Linked DNA regions of Drosophila melanogaster: all the other regions are linked to region 2. Evidence: chromatin contacts called from public Hi-C data. All regions are on one chromosome and are shown on one strand. The core of a region is the stretch at or near the end of the contact, and the rest is flanking DNA. Distances in the headings are between cores, read along the strand shown. Region 1 holds the start of lncRNA:CR45737 (long non-coding RNA:CR45737). Region 2 holds the start of ens (ensconsin). Region 3 holds the start of ND-30 (NADH dehydrogenase (ubiquinone) 30 kDa subunit).

The links. Hi-C and Micro-C count contacts between places; a contact is called where the count stands out from the background.
Region 1: a Hi-C map of the Kc167 cell line shows a contact between it and region 2, with 2.7 times the contacts expected there. A contact is called at or near these places in 1 of 107 Hi-C or Micro-C datasets (the Kc167 cell line) and 1 of 7 datasets of targeted methods (the Kc167 cell line).
Region 3: a contact with region 2 is called in a Hi-C map of the Kc167 cell line, with 4 times the contacts expected there. A contact is called at or near these places in 13 of 107 Hi-C or Micro-C datasets (the D17-c3 cell line, the Kc167 cell line, the ML-DmBG3-c2 cell line and 5 more) and 1 of 7 datasets of targeted methods (the Kc167 cell line).

Annotation. Positions count from the first base shown.
Region 1 is chr3L:3,392,673-3,395,372 of dm6, reverse strand. lncRNA:CR45737 (long non-coding RNA:CR45737) reads right to left here and starts at 1,285. Exons shown (of 1, transcript NR_124771.1): 1 at 766-1,285.
Region 2 is chr3L:4,133,195-4,135,894 of dm6, reverse strand. It overlaps ens (ensconsin), which reads left to right and starts at 1,345. Exons shown (of 13, transcript NM_001300004.1): 1 at 1,345-1,441; 2 at 2,073-2,126. The coding sequence starts at 1,393. It overlaps RfC4 (Replication factor C subunit 4), which reads left to right. Exons shown (of 2, transcript NM_079191.3): 1 at 1-76; 2 at 129-1,035. The coding sequence ends at 959.
Region 3 is chr3L:3,158,261-3,160,960 of dm6, reverse strand. It overlaps ND-30 (NADH dehydrogenase (ubiquinone) 30 kDa subunit), which reads left to right and starts at 1,383. Exons shown (of 3, transcript NM_139518.3): 1 at 1,383-1,552; 2 at 1,613-1,687; 3 at 1,746-2,476. The coding sequence starts at 1,489. The coding sequence ends at 2,404. It overlaps BtbVII (BTB-protein-VII), which reads right to left. Exons shown (of 7, transcript NM_139517.3): 7 at 2,553-2,700. It overlaps CG15812, which reads right to left and starts at 970. Exons shown (of 2, transcript NM_079173.5): 1 at 862-970; 2 at 1-790. The coding sequence starts at 864.

The DNA.
Region 1 (2,700 bases), core at 36-2,535, 740 kb after region 2:
GTTTCTTCTGTTTTGTGGCGATCAGGTTACCTGCTTGACGGGAGGGGGGAGCAAAGTGGTGGTGATCAGGGGGCGGGGAAAAGGCGTGGGGCGGGGCAGGGGCAGGTGGCTAGCGGAGGTTTTCGTTCGCTTCTGGGGCTGTTACCTTGCCGGTTGCATGGTTTTATCTGCGTTCGTTGCCTCTGTGTTTGTTGTTGTTGTTTGCATACCCTAGAAAAACCGGCAGAAAGGGTCATTGGGTATATACTTTTGACACGGTGTTTGTGCCAGATCAAAAAGCTCACACATTAAGTTTACTAGAAATTAAGAGAAGCTATTTGATGGAAAATGCATTTAACACAAAAAGGAATTTTAAAAATATGAAACATGAGTATTCTGATAGTCGTCCTTTCGTGCCACCATATTCTTTGGCCTTTTTCTTTAACTGTGCACGTTGTGCAGTTGTTTTTGCTTGTGTTGTTCCTCCACTGGGTTGTTGGTTGTTGTGTTTTTCTGCTCTTGCACTGCACACGCATTCGTCCTCCAACAAAAATCGAGGCAAAGTCGTAAACAGAACAACAACACCCCTTCAGCACCCACCGTACCGCCCCTTTCTTCAACACTTCCCCCCTTTCTACAGAGAGAGAAAATGAGATTTGTTTGGATATAAGTTTGCATAATCATAAAGTAGTCAATTTTTTTATTCAATAAAGGTTTTGTATTATCGATCTATTACGGTTTTACAAATATTGCACTAATCCTTCTGATCTAAAATAGATTTTTTTTCAGTGCACTTTCTGAAAGCACTCTTTGGTAATATAAAAGTTCTTCGCTTGCTTCGTCTCTGTTTTTTTTATCGTATTTCTTCTAACTCGCCGTCGTCGTTGTGCGTGTATGTTGTTGTTGTTTCTGTTGTTGTTTCTGTTGTTGTTGATATTGGTGTTGTTGCTATTGTTGGTGTAGTGTTTGTTGTGATTGTTGTTGGTGTGGTTGTCAATGTTGTTGGTGTTCTTTACTGTTGTTGTCGTTGTTGTTATTGGTGTAGTGCTTGCTGGTGTTGTTGTTGCTGCTTGTCTCGTTTATTGATCGTGTTGCTGCACATATATACACTCACACTGAGAACGCGGGACTAACCCACACAGTTGCAGTCACATACGCAATTCAATGAAGAAATGCTTCAAGTCAATGACCCGGAAATTGTGTCTAAAAAGCAAAACAACAACATCAACAACAACAACACCAACAACAGCAAAAGCCACAGCAACAGCAACATAGAACTTTTACCTAGACATCGGCGCATGCGACTGACGTTGCAAGTTGCAAGCTGACTGCGCCAGTCCAATGAACCGACTGCAATTCGCAGCCCGCAGCTTTTTGCAACAATTGCACGCAGAGCGACAACAGCAACAGCAACATCAGCATCAGCATCAGCAGCAACATCAGCAACAGCAGCAACATCAACAAGCAGCAAGCAGCGATGACAATCAACGCAATTAATGCTCATCCGGCCAGCAGAGTAGTGATGCTGCTTGGACTTCCTTCTCCATCCTGTTTAACTAACATATATCCACGGCCCTTGGAAATTGTGTGTGTGCACAGGTTTAAAACTCGTCTGTAATAAATGCAGCACCAGTTGATTGAATATATATTTGCAGAGGGGGCACAACGGCTTAGAAACAGAATATTAGTTGAGGTTGTTGGACTAGCGTGGTCAACATGTCTTTTGACCTCCCACATGGATCTGCAATCCGAAAGTCTATACAATTTAATTGTATTATTAATGCCTTCGATCAAATAGCAAAGATGGTAATATATTGCCTCATCTGATAGTGACATCGAAAGAACTCACCTAACTTATACCTAGAGGTACAAGGGTCAACCCAAGGAATCTCCCATCCGCGATCGACATCCACTGGCTATCCCCAACCATCCCCATTGGGCATTCTCAATTTATTGCATATCGAAAAAATTAAGCACAAAAGTTCAGTGCCATAGGCCAAGTCGTTGTCATCGTCATCGTTTCCACTTGTAATGAGAATTTATGTGCCGACAAGATGTGCATAAGTTTCCAAGGCGGGCAAATTGGGGAAGAGGGGAGCTCTATTGGATCGAAAGTGCCGGCAAACATGCAAACTGCAACTAGATTTGGGGGCAAGTGTGGCGACTTCTACGGCGATGGCCATTTGGAGCAGGGCAACTGAGGCGGGCACATTGAAAAGAAACAGAAACTAATGCAGCTGCAAAACTCTCATTTTTTAAAAACACAACCATTATTTTAAATATTGCATTCAAATAATGGCTTTGTAAGCTGATTAGAACAAGCTTTACCACTACCTTGATGTTTATTTTAAATAAGGGGGAGTGTCCCCCAAGTGTCAGTCGTAGTTCCTCTGATTTTCCCAAGGGTTCTAGAGCTATTCACCCGTAGCCAAACGATGCGTGCAACATTGAATCACTTGCCCACTGAAGGGGGTCAAAGTTGCAGCGAGTCTCACGACACAATTCGCATATGGAGCAGACCGAGGAGACTAAGGGCCCCCCCAAGATCGGAACCAGCTGAAGAACCAGAGATTCTTCCCCTTGAAGAAGCGCAAGGAGAATCGTGAATCGAGAATGGAGATGGAGAAATGAGAGAACGAACACAGAGAGATGCGTGCTCGACTTTACGTTTCGCATTTAATGCAATTAACCTCAAACTAAATGGCAATCACTTTAATTTGC
Region 2 (2,700 bases), core at 96-2,595:
AGTGGGCAATGAGGATACCGTAGCAAGACTATCCGTATTCGCCACCCAGGGAAATGCACCCAATATTATTATTGCTGTGAGTTTGTGAGGAGTAAAATTAGTTTGGCGCCACTAATTGTGATCTATAGGGTCCTCCTGGCGTGGGCAAGACAACCACCATCCAGTGTCTGGCCAGGATTCTCCTGGGAGACAGCTACAAGGAGGCTGTCCTCGAGCTGAATGCCTCCAATGAACGAGGAATCGATGTGGTCCGCAACAAGATCAAGATGTTTGCTCAGCAGAAGGTGACACTGCCGCGGGGCAGGCACAAGATTGTGATTCTGGACGAGGCGGACAGCATGACGGAGGGTGCCCAGCAGGCACTGCGCCGGACCATGGAGATCTACAGCAGCACCACTCGTTTTGCCCTGGCCTGCAACACCAGCGAGAAGATCATAGAGCCTATCCAGTCCCGCTGCGCCATGCTACGATTCACCAAGCTGTCCGATGCGCAAGTTCTGGCCAAGCTCATCGAGGTGGCCAAGTGGGAGAAGCTTAACTACACGGAGGACGGACTTGAGGCCATCGTATTCACTGCCCAAGGTGATATGCGACAGGGACTGAACAACCTGCAGTCCACCGCTCAGGGATTTGGCGACATCACCGCTGAGAACGTCTTTAAGGTCTGCGACGAGCCGCACCCAAAGCTCCTAGAGGAGATGATCCACCATTGCGCTGCTAACGACATACACAAGGCCTACAAAATCCTGGCCAAGCTGTGGAAGCTGGGATACTCGCCGGAGGACATCATTGCGAACATATTCCGTGTCTGCAAGCGCATCAACATCGATGAGCATTTGAAGCTGGACTTTATCCGTGAGATCGGAATCACCCACATGAAGATTATCGATGGTATCAACTCGCTGCTGCAGCTCACCGCCCTTCTGGCCAAACTCTGCATTGCCGCCGAGAAGCATTAGATTTAATATGAACTATAGGTTAAAGAAATCTCAGAGATAAATAAAATTGGAGATAAATAAGTCCTTTTCAGTATTGAATACAAGTGTACCTAAATTTTAAACTGGGCACCGTTAGTTAACAGATTAATGTTAATTTCTATGTCAGCGCACTTAGAGCATATCGTCCCTAATGGAGTGTTAATTATTGCGCCCTTGGTATCGGAAGCTGAAATTATCATACAACATTAGATAATGTATTTATAGGACCGAATGATCATTAGTTTTTATACATAAAACCGGAGTTAGTTTTTATACATAAAAACCAATACGTTAGTTAACATTTCTAGTATTTTCGTAGAGCACACCACTATACAACAGTACGGTCGCATTAAGTAGATTATCGCAGCACTACAGAGCTGGCCACACTGTTTGCAGCGCTAAAGTAAAGTGAAATATGGCGAGTCTTGGGGGCCAACACGGAAATATTTCGACTAATCCAGAAGGTACGCATTGAAAACAACCCGCTGAGAGTGCGAAATCGAAGGACGAATGCCCCCGCGTCGAAAATCGGCCAGGATCTACGCGTTTTCGGGGCGTTTTCAGTGGCCAAAAAGTGCTGGTCGACTGCGCAGCAAAACGGCACTCACACCACGGCCAAAAAGCAAAAACGGAGTGAAGAGAGAAAAACGAAGAAAAAAAACAGCGAGGCGAGAGGCACAGAAAAGAAAAGAAGAGAAAAGCCGAGAAGCCAAAAGTGTCTGCCCCCTAGAAATGGGGGATATATGTATTTCGAGTTCCCCGATTCCGAACCGGAGTTTTGAGTTTATAAATAAGTTCCAGTCGGAAAAGTCGTTGGAACAAGAGAGAGGGAAACATACATTATTTTCTCGTACTTCTCACTGTCTCTCTCGCTTCGTCATCGCAGCTGCTGCCGTGCGCTTGTGTTCGTGCGTGTGTGTGTGTGTTTTTGTGTCCCCCTCCTTCCTCGCTCTTTCGCCTTCTTGTCACCTTTCCTTTTTGCCAAAACGCAACGGCAATTGATTTTCCCCACACACGAAAGCCAAAAGTCCGTGTAAAACTCCGGAAAATCGCAGCGAAACTCAATCGTCCATTTTTCTCGTACTTCTTTTGCAGTGGAAAACACAGCCAAGCGACCCGAAAGTCGCGAGGGCAGCGCCGAGCGAAAAGGTAAGCCTTCTATGCGGATTATCTTGCGAGTTACATAAAATCGGCACCAATGTATATCACACATACGCACTATATGTAATCGCTTTAACATCACCTATAACTCGAACCACAGCCCACGCATTCGCACCTGCCAAGATCTCGGGCTGCAGCGCCGGCGCAACCTTGCATTGGTTCGCCCAGGTGGGCGGTCAAATCTCCGCCAGTGAAGACGACTCTCAAGGTAGTTGGCATTCCATTCAGGCTGCTCCAAAGTCTTCCACAGCCACGCCCCGTTCTGTTCCGCCTCCAAAACGAATGCTCCGAATGTTTGCCGCATGATCTCACTAACAAATAAGACCCATAGTCCGCCTTATCGCGATTTTAACCGTCACTGGTCTATTGCAAGTCTTTCATAGCTGTTTTTCTAATAAGAAAATCTTCTTATCTATTCTCACCCAGTGACACGCTTTAAATCACTGTAGTTTCTAAACTGTCTAGATGTTACCCACTAAAGTGGGTTATTAAAAACTCAAAGCATCTTCAATTAACACCTAAAAGATCAAAATGTTATCTACACTTAAGGTCTAGCTTGATT
Region 3 (2,700 bases), core at 134-2,633, 970 kb after region 2:
TTTGTGATTCGTGCTCCTCAGAATCCTCAGCAAGGTCCGCATCCACGTCATCATCGCCCAGGTCCACTTCAGCGCCACTGGTACCCGTTTCATCTGCCTCAATTTTGGACAAACTCGATGCTGACTGCGTTATGGTGAAAGTGCCCGTGTTCTCGGTGAGTATAAATTGGTTGCCGCTGGAACTTCCGTCCATGTGCTCGATGGAGTAGGTGATCTTCGGCGGCTCGTAGACATCAATGTACTCCAATGACCGACTGGAATGGCTGGGCTGGTGTTGAGAACCCGCGAGTGTAGTGGCTGGGACGGAGACCATCGGATGTGGCTCTTCCTCGTCGTCCAGCAGCTCGGCCTCAGCGATTTGGAGTCCTGTAATGGACTTGGCCGACTCCACGGCTAACGAATGGTTCTCTACATCGACACTGGGTGGACTAGCCGATGGATTGCACTCAAAGCTGATGGCAGATTTGATGCCGAGGAGGTTAATGGCCTCCAGGAACTCGGGGAGCGACGCGGAGGGCAGGCTAGTCTCGCCCATGTAAATGAAGGACAGCATGCACTCCAGCAAATCTCCGCGGATGTCGGGCAGCATTATGGTTGCCTCCTGGCCGCGCGGAACGTCCACCAGGAGGTTGCGCATCAGTTCGCTGCAAGTGCTTAGCACGAATAGATGGGCGCGCACTCGAACGCCGTCCCTGGAGGCCAGCACCACCTCGCAGTGCTGATTATCATTACGCAGCGAGCGCTGGATGTCCATTATCGTGGATGAGTGGCCCATCCACTTAAGATGATTCTGCAAACGGCGACGATTGTAGATTTAAATTTCACTTATCCCGGGGATTTGGGAGGACGCGTTTCACTTACCATCTTGTTGTGTTTTGATTTCCAATTGATTTCCAAGAAGTTTTCAATTCTCGCAATTCCAAACGCAACGCGTTGTCACAGTTTTCAGCCAGGGTAGTCGAATGCACCTAAGATCTCGGTATTTCGGTATGTTTTCCATGAGATGTACTTCAAGGAACGTGTTGGTATTTTTAATGAAATAATAAATGAAGTAGTAGGGTACATTTCTTTTTTTTAAAAATCATTTAACCAAATATTCTAGAAAAGTTTTGTGGTTGGTAATGAAGAATAATTGTAAATGTTTTCCATCTGCTGTACTTCAAGGAACGTGTTGGTATTTTTAATTAAATAATAAATCAAGTAGTAGGGTATATTTATTTTTTATATAAATCATTTAAGCAAATATTCCAAAAAAATGTTGAGGTTTTTAATGAAGAATAATTCGGTGTTAACGTACACGAAATACAATAATGTATGTGCGGTATTTGTGTTGTACCGAAATTGTCAAAATACCGAAGTAGGGCTGTCGAGTAGATTAATTTGGCGCACTGACAACCCTAGGCTCCAACAACTATATTGACATTTTAGCATTACATAAATTGTCAAAAACGGAGCAAATTGTTGAATTTATATTGAACAGTTTGTAGAATGGCGGCCTTAATCAGGAATCTGGGTGCCCGTGCCGCAGTCGCCGCTCTGTCGGCCAAACATGGTTGGTAAATGCCTTGCCTCTAGAGCTTCAACTGATCTATTCTAACCCTTCAACAATCAGTGGTGCCCGCTGCTGGATCCACTGCTCTTCGGATGGCCAGTACAACGCCAGTGGAGCCTAAGAAGGCGGATAAGCGTAGGTAAAAGTCGACTTTATCGCGGTGTCAATTACATGTAAGACATTCCACCCACAGCCACTGTCCGCCAGCCGGACGCAGTCGCTCGCTCGCATCTCTCCGATTTCGGGCGCTATGTGGCCGAGTGCCTGCCCAAGTACGTGCAGAAGGTGCAGCTGACCGCCGGCGATGAGCTGGAGGTGCTTATTGCGCCAGAGGGCGTGGTGCCCGTGCTGCAGTTCCTTAAGGATCATCATCAGGCGCAGTTTACCAACCTGGTTGACATTGCCGGCGTGGATGTGCCCTGTCGCAAGAACCGATTCGAGGTGGTCTACAATTTGCTCTCGCTGCGCTACAATTCGCGCATCCGCGTTAAGACCTACACCGATGAGCTGACTCCTCTGGACTCCGCCTGCGAGGTGCATAAGGCGGCCAACTGGTACGAACGTGAGATCTGGGACATGTACGGCGTGTTCTTTGCCAACCATCCCGACTTGCGCCGCATCCTGACCGATTACGGTTTTGAGGGACATCCCCAGCGCCGCGACTTCCCGCTGTCCGGCTACGTAGAGCTGCGCTACGATGATGAGAAGAAGCGAGTCGTCTGCGAGCCCTTGGAGTTGGCCCAGGAGTTCAGGAAGTTTGACTTGTCGGCGCCTTGGGAACAGTTCCCCAACTTCCGCAACGCTAATCCCCCCGCCGAGGTAGTTCCGCCACAGGCTCCAGCCAAGAAGTAATCCGAAGTCGGTTTGTTAAATGGTAATTAGATCAATAAAACGTGATCACTATGAGATGTTTAAACATAATGGAAACGACGGTCTACTTAGCTATTTAGCTTTCTTGGCTCGTTCCTAAACTACTTCCACATGAAAACGCAATTCGTATCAAACCAGAGGGTCACAAGTATTTATTGATTTCCGTATTGTTTACATACATGGTAGTTTACACTGAGAATTAAACGAATTCGCCGGATCTAGCACATCCGAAAACCTCCTCGAGGGCCATGTGCATATACGTACATACATACATAGAT